Linked DNA regions of Mus musculus: region 2 is linked to region 1. A link is a contact called in public Hi-C data. All regions are on one chromosome and are shown on one strand. The core of a region is the stretch at or near the end of the contact, and the rest is flanking DNA. Distances in the headings are between cores, read along the strand shown.

Region 1 (3,611 bases), core at 987-3,486:
GACAAGGGCCTCAGTTTCAGAGGCAGCAGGATTTCTGACAAAGCTACCAATTGTTTGTTCAGCAATATCAGACTTCATGAGATAGAAATGTCCATGAGGTTTCAAAATAAGCCCACATGACAGATGATTCATTGTATATAGAAAGAGAGACTTTCAACATCCAAAGATTCAGAGCAGGGTGCTTAACTCAGTTGGCAGAATGGCAGAGGCCCCAGATTCCATGTCCAGTAGCAAATAAACCAGGAATACGGTGCATGTCTGTTATCCTGCTATTCGGAAGGGGGAGGCAGGCAGACCAGGAGTTCCAGGTCATTCTCTGACATAATGAGGTCAGGGTAGCCTGGCTTACAGGAGACCAGGTCTTAAATTTTAAACAACAAACACAAACAAGCAAACAAACAAACAAAAAACCCAGAAATAACAACTACAACAAGCAACGGAAACCCACTCATTTAAATGAAGTTTAACACCATTTGCAAAGTTGTACTGATCTCCTCCAAACAGAAGCCCAAAGTCCTGTCTGCAAACAGAAATGAAGCTGCATAGGTGGGAGTAAGGACCTGAAGAAGCTCCTTGCTGAAGTAGAAGCTGAAGCTTCAGAGGTCTCTGCCTGACTGGAGAGAGAAACACGGTTTCCTTTGCTTCTGAGACAGAGCAGAGACATGCTCAAAAAAAAAAAAAAAAAAAAAAAAAAAAGACAGGAGGTCACTCTACTGAGACAATCATCTTGCATGCCCATTTGTACCACCAAATAGTCGATGTCTCTAATACTGTGGAAATATGAGGTGATCTTGGGATATTAAGTCTGTTAGTAGCATCAATCTGGAGACTAACCAACTGGGACTGTTCAGTGGCAGCGTGGGCATAAGCTCAGAGGCAAAACCCATTTAAAGGCAGAGAGACAGAGAACAGACCACCCAGAAAATGCCCTACCAGGCGAAAATCTCAGGCTAAAGAAGATGCCACCATGAAACCAAGAAATACACAGAGGCAAATTCAGTCAGGCAACCATGACAGGAAAGACAGGAGGCCACTAATAGGAAAGTGGCAGATATGAGTGCTGGAATTAGCAAGTGACATTACTAAGCCTCACTGGGCCTCATTTCTCTTACCAGTGACATGACTGTTAGGCAGTTCCTACCCACCAACACTGCTGTGGATTTTAAGTAACCAAATCTGGTTTTCCATTTGTGTGTGTGTGTGTGTGTGTGTGTGTGTGTGTGTGTGTGTGTGTGTGTGGTGGGGGTTGGCCTGAGGACTGAGGTAGATACTCTCTACCATACCTTGAGGCAGCATCTCTCAGTCAGACCCAGAGCTTTCCTATATGGTTGGTCTCCTTAGCCAGCTTGTGCTGGGAAACCCTGCCTTCCAGGCAGATTGCCATACTCAACTGGCATCTGCATAGGTTCTGGGGATCTGAACCTGCATCTTCACACTTGCAGAGCAAGGGCTTTGACTACAGAGCCATCCCCATGGCGCCCTGTTGTGGGATTTTAAAGCTTCTTTCATCATAGCACCCAATGCAGAGTAAGTGCTGCCAGCGTTGTAGCTGCCATTGTTGGTAATTTAGTGTACAATCTGTCTTGTGTTAAGTTTAGCTAACCAGGGCATGGGAAAATAGCAGAATTAACAGTTAAATGGGATGGCAACCATGCTTTTACTTAAGATAACGACCTTTTCATTAAACTAACTCTTAGTAGCTCTTGCCCTGACACACTAAGCATGTGCGTGCTGATTTAGCCTCAGGGTTTGGCTATACAATCAGTGTGTATTCTGGCATCTAGTTTGTGTTGTGGGGCTAAAGCATGATAGTGCCTGTAAAACTCTATTGTTTCTCATTATCAATATCATTAAAACACTAGTAATACAATACAACAGTAGAGAGTCGAATAATTCAATTTAAAGTCTGCCAGTCAAACACAGAGGGAGGACTCAGCTGAAGCCCTTTTCCAAAAGGAAGTTAAAATCAATTTTGATCTTTTTCTTTTTTGGGGGGAGGGCTGAGATAATAAGATAAAAGTTTTGTAAATCACAACACATATTTCATCTAGTGTCTACAAAAGCAAAGGTTTTAAAGATCTTTCAACTTGTCGTCTCTAAGATATTTTGACCTCTACTTTTTATATTACCAGCAAAATAGGCAATTTGTCTTTCAGATTTAAAGCAAGACACTGTCTGGAACGCAGGGGAAACTGCACCATCTGCTGGCCGGAGTGGAGAACTGCTGGGAAGAGGACACTTTCTGCTGAGGAGGTAGAGTTTCTAGCTATGGGCTTGCAAATGGAAAACCCAGACACAGTTGGAGTCTCTGAAAGGTCACAGCTTGAATCACACTGCCATGCTGCTTCTCCTGTGACAACTGGCTCTTGCTTGTCTCTAGGAACACCATCAGCCTTTTCAACTCAAGAAGCAGGAAGTCATCCAGTGAGAGCCAGCTGGGTGTTCTGATAACTGGTTTCCTTGCTTTGTCCTTTGGCCTGGCTGGGAGTGCATCAGAGCCTGTGTTCCAAGGCCTGTGCAGTTTCAGACCAGCACAGGGCTCCAGAGTTCCTCTGCCTCTCCCTTCTTTTCCGTAGGGTTTCAGGCCTGTGGGATTGCAGCCTATAGAGGAAGCCAAGGAATCATGCCATTGGAGCTGAGTGAACAAGACACCTGCTGCCTGTTCTGTTTTGGGGTTCCACCTCTCCAAGGCACAGAGCAACTCAGGTGGCCTCATTTTAAACAATTTTCAAACTCAGAAGGCTTTACATACAGTAGAAAGTTCTGGACACAGGGCAAGCTGTGCCTTTGAGACTGCTTCTGAGCCCTATGTAGATTCTGGATATACTGGCTAGTTTTATGTGTCAACTTGCCCCAAGCAAGAGTCCTGAGAGAGGATGGAGCCTCAGTTGAGAAAATGTCATCATGAGATCCAGCTGTAAGGCGTTTTCTCAATTATTTATCAGTGGGGGAGGGGCCAGCTCATGGTAGACGGTGCCATCCCTGCAGTGATGCTTCTGCGTTTTGTAAGAAAGGGGGCTGGATAAGTCATGGGAAGCAATCCAGTAAGCAGCATCTCCCCATGGCCTTTGCATCAGCTCCTGTCTTAGGTTCCTGTCCTGATTGGGTTCCTGCATTGACGTCCCTCAGTGATGAACAGCAACATGGACGTGTAAGCCAATCTTCCTCAACTTGCTCTTTCGTTATGATGTTTCATCGTAGCAATAAAATCCCTACGACTCTGGCCAATGTGCTAACTACTGTCACATGTGCGTTTGTATATTAATAATTCATGTAATTCTCTAAACAACCTCATGAGGATGATTCCAGTGAAATTGTCATTTTAAAGACAAGGAAACTGAGGCAGGCCATGTTCTTTTCAACGATTCAAAGAGAAAGACCACCGACTCAAATCATCATGGCCAGATTATTTAAAACAAACAATTAAAGCAAGCTTTTATTATTATAATTATGATTCTTATTTATGTACATAAGCTGGGCTGTCTCCCTCTTAAGGCAGGGCTCAAGAGATCAACACTGTATGTGAGGAAGGTAAGATGTTTTTAGCTCTGAGGGGTAGGGGATTTCCAAATAGGGGATTTGGCAGGCAAAATTGGCAGGGTTACAGAAGC
Region 2 (3,805 bases), core at 692-3,191, 600 kb before region 1:
GTCCTCCGCCATTCTTGGGTTGTATGTTTTTCCCTAAGTAGCTTTTCTTTTCTGTTTTCTCTACTTTGCCATCTCCTGGCTTCTCTGTTTCCTTTTCTTCTTTCCTCTTCCTTCATTTCTTTTTTCACTCCATCTCATCCCTTAAGCCCCGTCCACCTTTATCATTTCATATTAACTGAATGCCTTCTTTGTACTTCGGAGATTATAGAGAAACAAACTCTAAGCTGCAGGTGAAATGATATAGTACAAAGGTCACAGCAATACAACTGTAAAATTCAAGGTATACATGCACACTTATGCACACACACACCTCACATTTAAGGTCTTGAAATAAATGGTGGTAGATGGTACCGTGTGTGTGTGTGTGTGTGTGTGTGTGTGTGTGAGAGAGAGAGAGAGAGAGAGAGAGAGAGAGAGAGAGAGAGAGAGAGAGAATGTATTTGTACATCTATGAGACAATCAGGAAAAATAGAGACAAAACCTAGTGTTATAAAAGAGACCCTTGCAAGGTGTATATATGAGGTCAAGCTTAATATCATATCTATGAGTATATTATATATGAACACAGCCATTGCAGTGTATATTTGTGCTCTCTGTGAGCTATCTAAGTACAAACTTATGAAATACTATAGTAGTGTGTGTGGGCCCCATGCCTAGAAACTGAATTTCTACTCATTAAATGTTTCATTGGCTAAATTATAATGTGATCTAAGAATAACTGCATTTAGAGTTATCACGTGGAACAATGGGGACAAATCTCTTGAGTGTAGAGTAAGATGTTGGTTGACCACCTGTTCTGAGTGACTTTGTACCTAAGAGACCGTATTCAAACTGTGAAGTGTGACAAATATACTTGAGCATTTACTATGGAAATATGGCTTTTTCATTGGTATTTTGTCTTATTTCTGTTTTGGTCTATATCCATTAAACATTAACTTATGTTTAAACACGGTTTCTCCAGAAATGCAGCTGGATTCCTCACTGAGGTGTGCTTCCGTGCATGTTTTGAGTAGCATCTGTTCCAGACAGATCACACTTAAACCAATTTTTCAGGCAAAACAAGGGAAGACCTGCTGCATCACAGTGGTGGTAAAATCAGCCTAGAACAAATAGTTGATGCAAGAATTATCTGCCATAATGAGGACCTGGGTTTCCAGCTGGTTTGGAGTGTGATACAAGGCCAAATGGCAACCAAGTTATGGGATTTTCTATTTGTTGAGGGAGGGGTGAAAAAAATCATGAAAATGGAAACTGTAGGGGTTTTATAGATGCTGTTGAAATAGTTATAAGTGGGAAGTAACCTACTTTTAGATTTAGGTCATTTAAAATGCTGCCTTTTTTAAGATTAAAAAAAAAAAAAAGAACAGGGTAGCTACGATGAAGGTGAGAGATGGGAAGTTAGAAGTTAGAATTGCCCAGTGTGTGCCCTACTTTTTTTGTGACCCATGCTACACAGTCAGTGACTCGGGCCCTTAGAGAGTACCACTTTCCATATTGGACAGAGATGGGGCAGGGGAGGGGTTGAAGACAGAAATCAAAGGAACCTCACTACTTCTGATGACACAGATTTGCTCTATTTACTAATGACAGTGGTTAGAAGTAGGCAAGAACCTTAAGATGCAGAACAACCTCCTGGTCATTCATTCTCCTGTCCTTTCATCTCTCCCCTCCCCTGTCCTTCTTTTCCCTCCCCTCCACTCACCTCTCCTCTCCCTACCTCTGCCTCTTCTCTGATTTTCTACTTTATCCATCTGGACAAGAAGAGCCCATGAAGGGGTGTAGCAGGAGTTTAGTGGGCTTCGTACTGCATTGCTTAGGGTGCAATATTTCCTCTCCAAGGGAAAGGTGGCAGAGCAGGGAGAGCAGGGCAGGGCAGGGTGGGTCTGGGTGTGGTGTAGTGGTGCAAAGCAGAGCTGAGCTGGGCTGTGTCAGGCAGGGCTAGGCAGGGCAGGGCTGGGCAGGGCAGGGCAGGGCAGGGCAGGGCAGGGCAGGGCAGGGCAGGGCAGGGCAGGGCAGGGCAGGGCACCAGAGAACAAATATGTGTCATCAGAAAGTAGTGAGGCTCCTTTGATTTCTGTCTTCAACCCCCTCCCCCTGCCCCATCTCTGTCCAATATGGAAGGTGGTACTCTCATAGGGCCTGAGGAAGGCCTGAGTCACTCACTGTGTAGGCTAAGCATATTGGATCTCTTAGGCTAAGCATATTGGATCTGAGAGTACCTGGGATTTGTGTGTCCTATACAGTCAGTACCAGTGCTCATGTCTTCATCCTTAAGTGGTTGAAACTCTAGGTGTTTTAAGAACCACAATGATGACAAAGACCAGATAGTAAAGACCATTAAGTTGCCATACAACTCCACTGTCCATCCACTTTACATCCTGGTTTCATAGCATGAATATGTCTTTTATATTTCTCTAGATACAAAATCAATTTTCTTTTTAAAAAATCTGTTCTGGGTAGATGGTTACATATTAATTCCCTCAGTTACTCTTTCAGAATCTCATTTATCTCCAGCAATCTAACTCAGGAGCAGATTAATGTGTGGTGTTCTTTTAAATATTGCTCAAATGTAATAAAATTTGTTTGATGGTGACTTTAAGCAGTAGGAATTTCAGTCTAAAAATTTTCAGTCTACTCTATTAGTGTTGATCATTCTCCAGAGTTTCACTTCATTTACCTGAGCTTTTGAATACAGATGCATAAAAATCAGTGTGGAAATAAGCTAGGAAATAGAAGCAAAGGAGGGGATACCTAGAGCTTGTTGATCAACCAACAACCTCATGAAAAGTTTCACTAATTCATTAGTCCTTGTTAGTTATACTGAACATTCTCACCCATTCATTAGCTAATGGACATACATTCAACCTTGAAAGTACCTTCCAAATAAGGATGATATACCCAATATGCTGAAAGACTATTTCTAGTCTCCATTCTATTGCTGTGTCAAGGACTCAAAGTCATGTTTATCCAAATTTTTATACACTCACACCCCATAAAATAAAAATGCTGTGATGTTGTGGATTTGGTTTTCTTTTCACTCCATGTTTGATTACTGACCATATAGTTTGAGCTAGGCTTGGAATTAGGTGCAACAAATGGGCCTTGGGGAAGGACCAGCATCCTCCCTACCTTTTTATGGTTTATAAGATACTGAAAGAAGAAAGAGCACACACACACACACACACACACACACACACACACACACACACCCCACAAAATGACATAATCATCACTGTGTCCACTGGGAATGAGCCTTCTTCTATAAAAGACACAGAGCGTGACAATTCTCTTAACAAGTTGATAACATGTCAATGTAATGATTTTGTCATACAAATGTAAGATTATAGTTCTGTAAATATGAGTATATTTTGTATATATAAGAACTTTGGAAACCTAGGTAGTATAGCTGCATTTTAAGCAAACATGCTAGATCTTAACAGTTCCCTTTCAAGTGATTTGGAGAGAGGGAATTATTTTTGAACAATGTGACTTAGTATTTTCTGTTGCTATAACAAGATACATGAGGCAGTCTAGAATTTCAGGAAATTATAGGGTGTCTGCTTATGTGCTGCTTGTGTATGTGTGTGTGTGTGTGTGTGTGTGTGTGTGTTGGGGGGGCATGACATCTGGAAGGAAATGATCAGGGGAAGACAGATATGTGAGGATTTTCTCACCATAATTGATCCTGTGAGATGGGGGAGACCTAGGTTATTACTACCATACGACCACTCTCATGGGAACTGAGCCAAACTCTTGAAAACAAACAAACAAACAAACAAAATGTTAATCTAGACATGAGGATCCT

The links. Hi-C and Micro-C count contacts between places; a contact is called where the count stands out from the background.
Region 2: a Hi-C map of the MNK3 cell line shows a contact between it and region 1, with 3 times the contacts expected there. The contact joins two enhancer-like sites. A contact is called at or near these places in 1 of 15 datasets of contacts at CTCF or cohesin (the NIH/3T3 cell line) and 2 of 484 Hi-C or Micro-C datasets (3T3-L1-derived adipocytes and the MNK3 cell line).

Annotation. Positions count from the first base shown.
Region 1 is chr14:9,392,251-9,395,861 of GRCm38.p6, reverse strand. No RefSeq gene overlaps it. Among named protein-coding and RNA genes, the nearest start is that of Gm41097, 54 kb to the left of the region's middle. Within about 2 kb of position 2,236, at least 25 of the 459 cell types and tissues checked have an H3K27ac peak or open chromatin away from gene starts, as enhancers often do. A contact at or near this core is called in the MNK3 cell line, where this site is marked.
Region 2 is chr14:9,988,992-9,992,796 of GRCm38.p6, reverse strand. The region is part of intron 2 of Fhit (fragile histidine triad gene); the gene reads left to right. Among named protein-coding and RNA genes, the nearest start is that of Gm41096, 460 kb to the right of the region's middle. Within about 2 kb of position 1,941, at least 5 of the 459 cell types and tissues checked have an H3K27ac peak or open chromatin away from gene starts, as enhancers often do. A contact at or near this core is called in the MNK3 cell line, where this site is marked.